Linked DNA regions of Anas platyrhynchos: all the other regions are linked to region 3. The links are chromatin contacts, called in public Hi-C maps. All regions are on one chromosome and are shown on one strand. Each heading gives the region's core, a stretch centred on a gene start, on an enhancer-like site or on the middle of the called end of the contact. The rest is flanking DNA. Distances are from core to core; before and after follow the strand shown. Region 1 holds the start of PTTG1 (PTTG1 regulator of sister chromatid separation, securin). Region 2 holds the start of FABP6 (fatty acid binding protein 6). Region 3 holds the start of TTC1 (tetratricopeptide repeat domain 1).

Region 1 (4,383 bases), core at 1,099-3,598, 190 kb before region 3:
CATCAAACAGCACATGTTTAAACCAACACTAAAATTATAGTCTTCAGTACAATAGCTTTTGCACATTTACTTCAACATAACCTGGACTGTTTGAAGGCACATTGTGAAGAACTGAGACAACTCTCCTCATCACAGAGATGAAGAATGGTTTTAGAAGTTTCAACTATTTCATCCCACAGAGTAGGGATTTCTCTTGTTACAGAATACTGTCTTGGCACACTCTTAGGAGAAGTCCACATTCAAGTAGCCCTTTATTTATATGGTTGCCTGCTAGATGCCATTTAATGAAATAAGAACTATAACTTGGTTATTTGGAACTAGCTTCCTGCCACTATAACAGACACGGAGACTACATGTTTGGAGCACAAGTATTGCAGTTAAAACATTCAAACACAAATGAGGTGGTGCTTCAAAAAATGGTGAATGCCCTTATGCTTAAGAATGGACTCTGGAGAAGCACATCAGGTTGTTTACCACTGCAACTTGGCCAGTCTTACAACGGTGTCAGCACTTAAAGCCTGATTCTTTGTTCTAATAATTACAAAGAACTCTTACCTCCAGGATCATAGCAAAACATGTTTTCTATTTCAAGGAAGGGTTCTTCAAGTATCACATCCTGGCTCTCTAATCCAGCAGCCTTTTCAGCAACCTTAACAAGAGAAAGATATTACTTGAGCTAATCTGTTTTTTTTAAATGCAGTATCCTTTTTGTCCATAAAGCTGCCCAGCACAGAGAAGACAAGAACACTTGAAGAATACAGTCCTCAGTTACATCTAAATTTTAACACCTTCAATGCAAGGTAGCTGAAGCATTTGCCCTTATGCTGCTTAGCTTTTCTAACTGTACTTTATGCACTGGCAACAAATCCCTGCTGTACAGCATTTAGGCTCATTATATTAAAGTCCTGCTAACCAGAACATGAACAAGACAGTAACTCAGCCAATATTTTCTCTAGAGCCACTTCTTTACTTTTATATATTCACAAAGTTATTGCATGCCTTGTATCTATGTAGGTAAGCCCTACACCCTTTCCTTCCCTCCCATCCACCCTTGGTGGAAAGGCAGTTGTACTTACTTTCTTTGCAGTGCAAGGCTGATTTTCCTGTCTCATCTGCTCTTTCTTGTTTGTGACTCCTACAGTCCTATTCACGTCTCCAAGAGCCTTTCTGACAGAGTGTGATGTGGCTGGAGATGCTTTAATTGCTTTTTTAGGAAGCGGTGTAGTGACTTGAGTTCTTTCAGATAAGACTTTTGCTGGAGTGGAAGAAGAGAACAAGCTTTAGCACCATGTCAACCCTAAAGCCTGCTTCATTAGGTGCACATTAGAAAGCAAGTTGTCATTCTCTACTTATAATTCAGAAGCATAAGCCCTCTCTGTGACAGAGAAGTGATTTTCACTTTCATAACAACTGATAAGCTTAGTTTTATTTTTGTACCTAATTCAGCAATTTTGCTCTCTGTTCAAATCAGTGAATAATGAAACACAATTCATGCACCTTACTCTGTTCCCCACTACTTTAGCAGGGCATATACGCACATGATCCTGAAGGGTGTCTTAATTGATTCTTAGCAGCACCAACTTCACCATTCTCCTTATCTAAGAAGATGAGAGTAGTCATCTTCAGGCTGGTGAGACCACTCTAGAAAGATACAGAGAAAAAGAAGAAATCAGTTCTTATCATTTATTTCAGCACAGCACAGTTTTTAAACAGCACTACAGGCAGAGCTGGTTCTGAGAAGTGGAAGATGTGAAAGTCATCTGGCTTTTGTCATAGACAATACTAAGGTTTCTGAGTGGAGAACAACATGCTTCAAGTCATAATAGCTTGACTACATGCTTATATCTGAAGGTATCCATGCACATGGCAAGCTCACAGCACCCTAGGAGGGCACAGGGATTTAAGAAAGTTGCAAGGTTTCCCTAGGAATCTTACACAGCAAGGCCCTGTATCTCTGGGCCACTGCATGACTTTTCTACGGTGTTTATTGCTGCTTACTCCACAAAGGAAAGCAACACCATGAGGGCAGCGAGGCCCTGGCACGGGCTGCCCAGAGAAGCTGCTGGTGGCCCATCCCTGGAAGTGCTCAAAGCCAGGCTGGATGGGGCCCTGACCAACCCGAGCTGGTAGAAGGTGACCCTGTCCGTGGGGGAGCACCCGGCGCTACCTCTCCGCCACGGTCCCGCCACGGTCCCGCCACGGTCCCGCCTCACCTCCAGCAACGGCACGAGCCCTAAGGCACCGCCCTCCCGCTGCCAGCTCTTAAATCGACCCCGCCTCTCCCATTGGCTGCTTTGACCAACGCTCAGGCACTCGATTGGCTCAGCAGCGCCAGTGGGCGGGCCAGAACCGGGCAGGGGCGGCCCCGCTCCCGACGCCGCGGCGTTGCTGCGGTACCGGCGTGAGGCCGCCGCGGGGGGCGGGGCCTTCAAGGGGCGGGGCTCGAGGAGGGGCCGCGGTGCATGGTGGGGTGGCGGCGCGGTGCCGCGGGGTAGCCGGGAGACGGGCGGCAGGGAGGGCCGGGGGAGGCGGGGTCACGGCGTGGCTCCGTCACCGCTCCGTCACCGCTCCGTCACCGCTCCGTCACCGCGGCCTTGCGGAGGGACGCGCGCCGCCGCTGAAGGAGGGGAAGGGTAGAAAAACAACAAAGTAAAGCTGCGCGAGGCGTGCTGCACAGCGGCGTCGGGCCGGCTCCGTGCGGGGGTCTCGGTTGGAGGCAGACAAAATGGCGGCTGGGGCGGCCGCCGGCGGCGCTGCCGCGGGGGGCCCGGGCGAGGTGGGCCTGGAGGAGCCCAAGAAGATGACGAGGGAAGACTGGAGGAAGAAGAAGGAGCTGGAGGAACAGAGAAAGCTGGGAAACGCGCCTGCTGAAGTGGACGAAGAAGGGAAGTAAGTCTCGTTAGCGTGCTGGCTACAGGCACAGGTCAGCAGGCCTGCTGCCCGTGGCACTGCGGGGTTCGGAGGGGCGCAGGACGCGCTGCGGAAGGAAACTGCGCAGTTTCATGAATTTGCTTTGAACGTTCCGGTCTGTCTCGGAAAACAGGCGATTCTGCTTCCAGAACAAAGTGTTCATCTGAGCTGTTGGGGTGTTAGCCCAATAAATCACTGTTTACCTGATCTGTTGGGGAGATGCGAACACCGACAAGGAGTGTTTTACAAGGGGTGCACACAGAGTACTGGGAGACTTTACAGTTTGTTTATTCCTTTTCTCTGTTGCATCTACAAGGCTCCTGCTCACCATCCTATGGCCTCTGGAAAGAGAAGCATTAATATTCTTGTGCTCAGTAACTGTAGAAGGAAGTATTTAATTTGGAGTCAGGAGTTTAGGTGAATTAATGGTAACAAAATCTCGAAAAAGTCTGTTTACATACTTAAGATGACCTTACTTCTTTGGAATGCATTATAGCTTCAGTGATTATTATCACTTTTAAAGCATTGAACTTAATGTAAAAGTTATTTGTTAAGCTAAATCACGAGTTTGTTTTTTTCTTTTCCTGTCCCACGTATTTATTTCGTGATATCTTTTACAGAGATATCAATCCTCATATTCCTCAGTACATTTCCTCAGTGCCATGGTACATAGATCCTTCTAAAAGGCCCACACTAAAGCACCAGAGACCCCAGCCAGAGAAGCAGAAACAGTACAGCTCTTCTGGAGATTGGTACAAACGAGGAGTTCAAGAGGTGTGCAAGATGTTTTTGTCCTAAAATAAAGGTTTTCTTTGAGGAAATAAGAGTTATTGACATCCTGCAATTTCTGGGTCTGTGTTTTTGGGGGGAGGCAAGAGCTGGGAATTTGTATTCAGCAGGTATGTCCCTGTGTTTGGTGATAACCAAAATAAGCATTTGGGGTTTGGCTAGAGCATATGTGCTTTAGTGGTATTGAAAAAAATGAATTAGTTGATGGAAACACATACACGAATGTTGCCACAATTTTGTACAATGATTGTCTTTTCTGTTGTTTAGCATGCAATAGCTACCCGATATCGTAAAGGAGCTTGTGAGAACTGTGGTGCATTGACACACAAAAAGAAAGACTGCATGGAGGTAAACTTGACCATTGTTGATGTTCTAATGGCTTTGAAAACAACACGAGTTCTAATCTTAAATTTAGCTAGCTATTTTTCATTAAAAACTACTATTTTGAAAAAGTTACTTTGAAAAAGGTTACAAGTATCAAAATTCTGTTTGAAAGATTCTGAAACAGTAGTTATGTAGGAGACACAAGAGAGAAGTGAAGAAAAAAAGCTACCGTTCAGGGTGGTGTTTATCAATTCTGTTTGTGATAAGCACTAAAGTAAAAGGTTGGCTTTTAGTTCTTCATGTTAATTTAACTCAGATGCTGCTGTGGCTGTCTGTTTCATGTCAGCTAGAAGCAGTCCC
Region 2 (4,207 bases), core at 1,537-4,036, 130 kb before region 3:
AGCACAGATGCAGATGCAGAAAGTGAACAAAAGGGAAGCATAAAAAATCATGGTCAATTTGTAAAATAAAAAATGTAACAAATGCCCTAGGAATTACTGCCTTCCCACCCCTAACCCTTCACTCCCCCGATATTTACTCAGCTTTTAATTGTCCCATGCTGTGCAGCGGCTGACTGTATTGTGCTAGCGTTTGTGACGCCACAAAAGCCATACCATCTGCTGTCTGCTTGCCATTAAAATGATGTCTCCTTACTTGAAATAGTAAAAAGCCATATATACCTTTCTTCTGCGAACATTCTCCCTGTTCCATGATCAGCATTCAAGTACTTTTCTCTCATGCCCCTGTGTTTTAACACTTGTTTTTTTATATCAGTTACAAATTCATAAGATTCAGGAAAGGAACAGAGAAACTTGCTTTGCAGTCAGTATTACCTTTGGACCTGATTTTAAAGTGCCTGTAAAATGATTTTGACCCTTCTGCCACCATATTTGACACTTATTTTCCTTTTTTTTTTTTTTTTAATTAGAACTATTTCTGAATAGTTCTTAATCTGAAACTTGTGCAGGAGCAGATAACTGAAAGGGAAACTTCCTTTATCAGCTAGACCCAGGTCCTCAGGCCTCATCTCCATAAAGTAAAATAGCATTAGCATGGAACACAACGAAGTGGCTGCACACGCAGAGACCTCTGTTCCTATTGCCAGGGTAAAGCTAAGTAGTTACCAGTTAAGCTACAACAGTGCTAAACTCTGTGCCATTACAGAGGCAAAAAAAACCCTAGTAATTTCACTCACATAAATTCAAAAATTCCATTTACAGGAAGGTATTATCAACCCCATTCCATACATGGACAAGCTGAAAACTGAAAAAAAAAAAGAAAAAAAAAAAAGTGACCTATCAGTGCTTATAGTATAGTGAAAAGATGATGTAGTCAGTAAGAAATCCTAGGTCTATGCATAAATCCTGTGTCCAAAGCATGGCACATTAATTTAAACATTCTTATAATAAACAAGCCCTTAGAAGCAAAGGGTGAGAGCTCTGAAGAGCCAATTACTTTCAGTCACCCAAGGGAATTCTGCAGTTGCTCTACTGATGGGCTGTGAGAATCTTTATTGCTGCTCAGCACAACTGGCTGTGCAAGTCTTTATGTAAGAGACTTGCCTCCTTCACGTGGCTCCGTCTGCTCCACATACTGAAAGGTAACCAGGGTCCTGCCACCGCTGTGCTTTTGGGGAGTGGGCAACCAGTGAGACCATCCTCAGGTTAGCTCAGTTTTGAAGGCCTCTGTCTTGCACTAGGCTCTCAACATTTCAGAGAGACATGCATAACGCCGTAAAGAAGGTAAATGAACTTGAGCCATAAACTCGTCTGTTTACACAGAACTTAATAGGGGACAATGCCATCAGCACAGTAACACCACACAGGCCTTGGAAGATAGATCAAACTGGATAAAGAAAACGGCACAGCTCTCTGAAACAGGAAAAAGATAATCAGATTATATGAACAGTACTTGGGCTTTTATGTTCCCTTTCTTTATAAAGATCAAATTATATTGATAATTATCTTGTGATGTGATATAAAAATGCTGACATATACACAGCTATACAACACTTAGAGCTTGTCTGCAGTGGGAATGTGGTGGGCATAGTGCTGGCATGTAGTACAGGAAATTACAGGTGAATAGTTACTTGGCTGGGTGGGTCATTCTTGCTACACTAAGGAGGAGTTTATTCACCTCCAAGGAGTTGTAATGCTATGCTGTACATGAGAGTTGCAGAATGTATTAAAAACATCCACATAAAAAATAAAGGTAAGACTGCACAGTGTCAATAACCGTGCTTACTCTGCCTGGCTGCTTGGGATCCAAATCAGTTTAGAACAAGTTGGGAGCAAACATACCATCTGTACCCATCTGTGCAGAGGAATTTCTAATGTGCATTTTGTATTTGCATCCATTTTCTGCTCACTCATTCTGAAATAAATCTCTACTTTAGTTCCTGCCTTTTTGTTATAAAATGTAATGAAATTCAAGACTGCATTGGAGAATGAAGAATTTCATTGAGTAGTCTTTCAAATATTGAGTCAGGACAATATTTATTCCAAGAGTAAAGGTATGGAGGCCTTCTGACTTTACTGAGGTGATGGTTACTTGCACAATTGTTAATGTTAGTCATCCAAGTTCCTCTCAGTTTCAGCTAAAAACTTCATTCATTTAATGACCTTACACTTTGTATTTACAATACTCATGAATTTCCTGCCTCTTCAGAGCTGTAAGCCTGTAAAGTTGCTTTTGCATTCCTCTACAGCAGTGCTTCAGCCTTGGTCGGCTGGGCACTTAGCTAAACGGTGCAGAATTACTTAGTTAAACAAACAAACAACAACAACAACACTAACCACAATAAATTAAACCAAAATTATCCACTTTTTTTTTCCAAAATGTATACATGTATATATACATGTATGCATACATGTATACATCATTACATATGTAATCCATTCCATCTACAGCAATGTGGGTAGCTGCACACCGCTGCAAACATCCTTGTTTATGTCATGTTTCTACTTAACAGAACTGAGTTGAAATTCAACTGAATTAACAGCTATAACTGAGACCAGTGGAAAAAATGAGAAGCAGTTCCCTCTACACATACAGGGGTGTAAGAAGAAGGCATGAGGTAAGAGCTGTAATGGAGAAAGACAAAAGAATAAAAAGCTCCAGGTGTAAAAATTAAAAACAGTTTTCAGAAAGGTTATTAACTTCAGGGTACCTGGCACTATCAATCATTTTCAGGAGGAAGATGCAGCTGCCCTTTATGTAGGTCAAAGAAAATACCATTATTCTATAGGGGACTGTGCCCTCTGGTGGCCAAATATCTGGTGGCCAAGGCCTGTACGCCAATCAGCGTGTCCTACAGCAAGTCCCTACCTCCCCCATAAATCCCCCTGACTTCAGTTAAAGCATACCAGGGTTTCTAACTAGCCCAGTGCCACAGCTGAAGCTCCAAGATCAGTCTCCAATCTCCTTGGTCTCTGACTGTTTGAAATGCAAAATCTCCTGCCTGAGCCAGACAATCAGTTCAGTAAGAGTATCAGTACAGTATCAGACAATCAGCTCAGTTAAGTGTATCAGTATTTATAAAAGCAATTATCTTCATGTTTCATTTTGGGACATATTTCTAAATGATAATGATTTCCTAAACACTGGATTATGGCAACACTGAAATACCATATATTATTAGCTTTTGCTTAAGTACATTTTATTGCTATCTGGGCAATCAATAATACGCAGGGCTGCTTCATATAGATTTAATTAAACATTATAGAACACAGGCCAAATGCTTGCTTCCCTGAATTCAGCCTGAGTTCTTCAGCTTCACCTACAGCAAAGCTACAACTTCAACACAAACAATTTAATGAATCTAACTTTATATGCAAATGTTATTTGTAGCAGACTAGCATTTATGAACCCCTCTGAGTGGATTCAGCTGTCACAGAAAAACACAAGGGTTTGCATACTAATTTGGAGCCCCACTGTCAGCAGACAGACTGCAAGGGAAGTGGTATAACCTTGTTCTGTGAGACTTAAGGCACACAGGCTTTTTATAATGAGTTTGTCTCATAGAATAAAAACAAACAAACAAAACACAAAAAGCACAACAAAACACTCACAGTAAAGCTTATCTAACTGATGGTTCTCTAAGGCACCTCTCTAACACCAGCACATAGCAAGCCTCCTATCTAAGTACACATTGACAGCACTATGGGAAGGAATCAAGCCACTAGGTACAATGAGAAGTTATGCAGAAAGGCTCAACAGTGCATTTAAATTTATTAGGATCATGTGAGTTGAAACTGTGTGGCTGTTGCAGACACATAGCATGAGTAAGTTTTCAGGGAAGTAAAACCCTCATTAAAGCTTATACCCAAAGGAAAAATTCATCTAAAGAGAGTAGTTAATTCCCTCTGCCTCCCAAATCAGCTACTTCTGATATGCAAAACAGCTGAGTCTTCAAATGCTGGTAGGAACAGAAGGAACTTTCAGGAACCAAATCAAAGGCCGAGGATACCTCTACTTTCAGAATTTACTTGCCACAGTCATAAATATAACGCCTTTGCATTCTTTTTGTCATGTTGGAGTCACCCTGCCCTTGAATGTCTCCCAACATGCTTTAAAGTTTATTAACCTTTCAGACGTGTAGTATAAAGC
Region 3 (4,064 bases), core at 1,087-3,586:
ATTATAATCAATTATGCAATGCTATCTATGATCCAAGCTGTGCACCTACTTCCAGTAAGGACTCTATCCCTCTTATAGAAATAAGACCACAGAATGGTTTGGGGTGGAAGTGACCTTGAGGAGCACCAAATTCCACCCCCCTGTCACAGCAGGGACACCTCCCACCACACCTTGAGTTGCCCCAAGGCCCCATCCAGCCTGGCCTTGAGCACTGCCAGGAATGGGGTAGCCACAGCTTCTCTGGGCAGCCTGGGTCAGGACCTCAGCACCCTCATAGAAACTATTTTCTTTCTCATGTCCAGCCTAAACCTATCCTCTCTTAGTTCTAAGCCTTTACCCCTTGTTCTATCCCTACATTTTCTGATAAAAGTTCCTCTCCAGCTTTCCTATAGGCCCTCTTTAGGTACTCTCTCCCTAGAGGCTTTACATTCATGCCTATAGGACTATAAAATGAAGTTTGCTGAAGTCTTCCCCTCACCTGAAATTACAATGGGGGAAAAGGTGGAGTTCTGACCTAATTGCCAATAAATATATGAGTATTTTTCATCAATATGTCAGTTATTAGTATAATTAACTGCTCATCTGGGTAATGCAATCAGGTTTTAAGAGGCTGGATAAGGTTTTGGTTTAGTATTTTTACTTCCTCACCATTCACAAATTCAAGTTGCAAGAAGTTTTTTTAATCTAATTATATGATGACCATAATACCCTAGAACCTTGAAAGCTAATGGCTATCAAGTAACACCACTGACTAAGGGTCACACCAACTGGTTCACACAGACTTACTGTGGCATAGACACTTTTAGAGGCTGCTGAACAAACCCTCAAGCCTATTTCATTATTCCTCACAAGCTCACACAGCCTGCTACCCAAGCATTTTGCCCAACATTGAAAACAAACAAAAACAGTTAAAGCATTTTGTTTAAAGCCTCAATAATCTATAGGGATAAATTTCAACATTAATCCCAAAACACTAATACACCAACTAGCCTTTCAGATATCAAAAGTATCTGAAACCCCTCCCTCCCTGAGTTTTTGGAAAGCATTCTGCAGATAATCTGGGGAAAACAAATAATGCACAACTCAACAATGTGAAACAGGGAAAATTTTGTTTCTTATAAACTGTCTTAAGTCACAGCAACCTTACACACTGGTGAAAGTAGATAAAAACCTGCGACAGAATGTGATGATTAGCAGCAGTAAGCAAAACTAACAAAATAATAGGTACCAAAAAGAAACTGGGAACACTAACATTAGTCACATACAAGAGTTTTAAAGGTCCATTTTCATGCTGGTCACAGACCATTCAGAGAAGTGACACTGAAAAGGTATCTTCTTATATTCAATGTGGGTACTTTGAATTACCTGTTTTTCTTCCTCTGGCATATCTTTTTCTAGTTCCAGTAAGTATTCTTCATCTAGTTCTGTCTGCTTCCTTGTACTATTCTCGTCACTCTGTATATTCCCTTCATCATCCAGTACAGGTTCTTTCACTTCAAAGGAGTCATGACAGTCATGGAAACACTCATCTGCTATCGTGGGATCTTTGGTTGAAGATGCTGCATAGCCACTTCCCATATTTTGGGGATTGTGGATATCTTTAGGGCCAGAAGCCAACGAGCTGGTGCTCTGCGATGCCTTCTGATCAGAAAGCTTTAAGTGACCAAGTAATTCTTCAGGCGGGCTTCCATCTTTAAACTGTTCCATGTCAGAGTCCTTGGAAAGGTTAGATTTTTAGAAACGAGAAAGAAATCACCCAATACAGCAAACAAGTATCTAGAATGCTTATAAACGCACCTAAAGAACCGAGCTATTAACAGATGACATCACCCGACGGAACCCATAGCCCCTCTAGGGGAGGACACCAGCAGACATCCCTCCCAGCCGCCACACAGCTGAGGGGGGCACCGCTCTGCCGCCACACCCCCGTTAAGCCCCAAGCCCAGGCCCCGGCCGTCCGGCAGCAGGACCCCACCGCGCCCACCTGCAGCCCGGGGGCCCGGCCACCCCCACGGCCACCCCGGCACGGCCTGCACCGGGCCCGGCCGCCCCCAGGCCCCGACCTGCGCCTTCTCTTCCGGCTTCCTCCGCACCCGCCTCACCTCGCGGGGCGCTTCCTGCCTCTGGGCCAGCCAGTAGAAAGGGGGCGGTGCGCGCGGGGCTTACTGGGGCTTGTAGTCGCTACGGGCTGACGGGGTCTCGGCTTCTGAGGTTTGCTGGGATTTGTAGTTCTCGGCCCGCGGGCCCGCCGGCGGGAGCGGAGGGCAGGGGAGGGGAGGGAGCCCTTAGGCTGGGGGGTGAGAGGGGGCGTTACAGCCCCGAGAGCCCTGGGTAACGCCGTGTAGAGCCTGAGTCAGAGCTCCGTCAGGGCCCCGGCCGTGGTGAGGCCACAAATAAGGCCTGGGGGAGGGCTGGAGGGAAATAGGGAGGGCCCGGTGGGTGGGCAGCAAGAGGGCTCGGGCCCTCAGGACAGCTGTGTGGCATGTCACGGCTGTACCGCCTGCAGGGCACCCGGAACTGGTTGGCTGCGTGATGCACTTGAGGTTTATTTATCTTTTATTCCAGTAGCATGTGGAAAACAAATTCTGTGTAACTAAGCACTGGAATAAAGCCCTCTGTCACTTTGCTTTGCATCCAGTCATTCCGTACCACACAAGTGTTGCACCTCAAACTTAGAAACAAAACTGACTTTTCTACAAGTTTTGACTTAGGGAAAAGTATGTGAGGCAGCGCCTTTTTATTGAAAATCGCTGTGCCAAGCCATGAGGCAGTCGGCATGTATAATGAGGCTTTCATTGCTCTAAGCAGTTTTTCAGCAAGCTTTTCAACAACTAAAAGATCTCTGCAACATATAGAGATATGTTCCAGATTCATATTGGGTAGAATTTGTCCTGATCAGCAGGATGTGATTGAGGAGAAGCCTCAGTGAATATGGGTTCTTAAAAAAATAAAAGGTAATTGGTCTTTTATGAGGAAGGGGATTCCCTTTCTTCTTTGCCTTTATATCATGGCAAAATATGCTGAGACTATTAAAGCTGAGCCAGCTCTTTATGTTTTCACACATAGTTGTTAAAAAGACCAAGAAAATATTAAATCTCCAGATCTCCACTGGTGGACTGAAGCGTATCTAGCACACATGAGCATCCTGGGGAGGAGACAGGTCCTTAAGAATATTTTGAGACCTGTCCTGTCTTCCAGAATTCTAAATGTCACCACACTGATTCAAGTCTGAAGGGCCTGAGGGTTGTTCAGCATTTCAAAGTTAAAGTAAAAATTGAAGATCTAGATACTAGATTCATCTTTGGTCTTCATTGGTTTGATTTGGGCTTCTAGATGAACATTTCTAGTAACCGAATGTGTTGGTATCAGTAATGGATGTGGGCATTAAATTGTATTGAAGCACTTTGCAGTAAATTGGCAAGAAGCAGTAAGTTGGCTAGTTACAGTGAAAGCAAACAAAAAGTCTATGGCTGATTTTTTTTCTCCTCTCTCTGGATAAAAAAGTAGATTCAGCATTCTGCAACATCCCAGCTGTAGTGATTTAGCCCACAAAAATGTGTCTTTTTGCTGTTCTGCTAGCACTGTAATTTATTCTGGTTTATGTAAAAAAATATTTCTGAACCTTTATGCTATCCTGTTAAATATCGTTTCATTTGAAAAGGGAGAAAGAAATTACAGTTGTGGTACAAAATCAAGCTCTGCAGTTTTAAATTGGATAAAATGCTATTTAAAACTCCCCTGGCTGTGCAAAGAGCACAGGGGTTTGGGAAGAATCACAGAATCACAGAATTTCTAGGTTGGAAGAGACCTCAAGATCATCGAGTCCAACCTCTGACCTAACACTAACAGTCCCCACTAAACCATATCCCTAAGCTTTACATCTAAACGTCTTTTAAAGACTTCCAGGGATGGTGACTCCACCACTTCCCTGGGCAGCCTGTTCCAGTGCCTAACAACCCTTTCGGTAAAGAAGTTCTTCCTAACATCTAACCTAAAACTCCCCTGGAGCAACTTTAGCTCATTCCCCCTCGTCCTGTCACCAGGCATGTGGGAGAACAGACCAA

The links. A called contact is a pair of places that touch in the nucleus more often than the background predicts.
Region 1: a Hi-C map of subcutaneous adipose tissue shows a contact between it and region 3, with 2.4 times the contacts expected there. The contact joins the promoter of PTTG1 here to the promoter of TTC1 in region 3. A contact is called at or near these places in 2 of 8 Hi-C or Micro-C datasets (liver and subcutaneous adipose tissue).
Region 2: a contact with region 3 is called in a Hi-C map of subcutaneous adipose tissue, with 1.7 times the contacts expected there. The contact joins the promoter of FABP6 here to the promoter of TTC1 in region 3. A contact is called at or near these places in 2 of 8 Hi-C or Micro-C datasets (liver and subcutaneous adipose tissue).

Annotation. Positions count from the first base shown.
Region 1 is chr14:19,671,078-19,675,460 of IASCAAS_PekinDuck_T2T, forward strand. PTTG1 (PTTG1 regulator of sister chromatid separation, securin) reads right to left here and starts at 2,349. Exons shown (of 6, transcript XM_005009297.6): 1 at 2,214-2,349; 2 at 1,539-1,641; 3 at 1,077-1,255; 4 at 556-649. The coding sequence starts at 1,620. It overlaps SLU7 (SLU7 homolog, splicing factor), which reads left to right and starts at 2,578. Exons shown (of 15, transcript XM_005009353.6): 1 at 2,578-2,889; 2 at 3,531-3,684; 3 at 3,967-4,047. The coding sequence starts at 2,726.
Region 2 is chr14:19,737,466-19,741,672 of IASCAAS_PekinDuck_T2T, forward strand. It overlaps FABP6 (fatty acid binding protein 6), which reads right to left and starts at 2,787. Exons shown (of 5, transcript XM_013093975.5): 1 at 2,769-2,787. LOC119718353 (a long non-coding RNA gene) reads left to right here and starts at 1,071. Exons shown (of 3, transcript XR_005269363.2): 1 at 1,071-1,199; 2 at 2,571-2,675.
Region 3 is chr14:19,866,068-19,870,131 of IASCAAS_PekinDuck_T2T, forward strand. TTC1 (tetratricopeptide repeat domain 1) reads right to left here and starts at 2,337. Exons shown (of 8, transcript XM_027465314.3): 1 at 2,103-2,337; 2 at 1,366-1,716. The coding sequence starts at 1,707.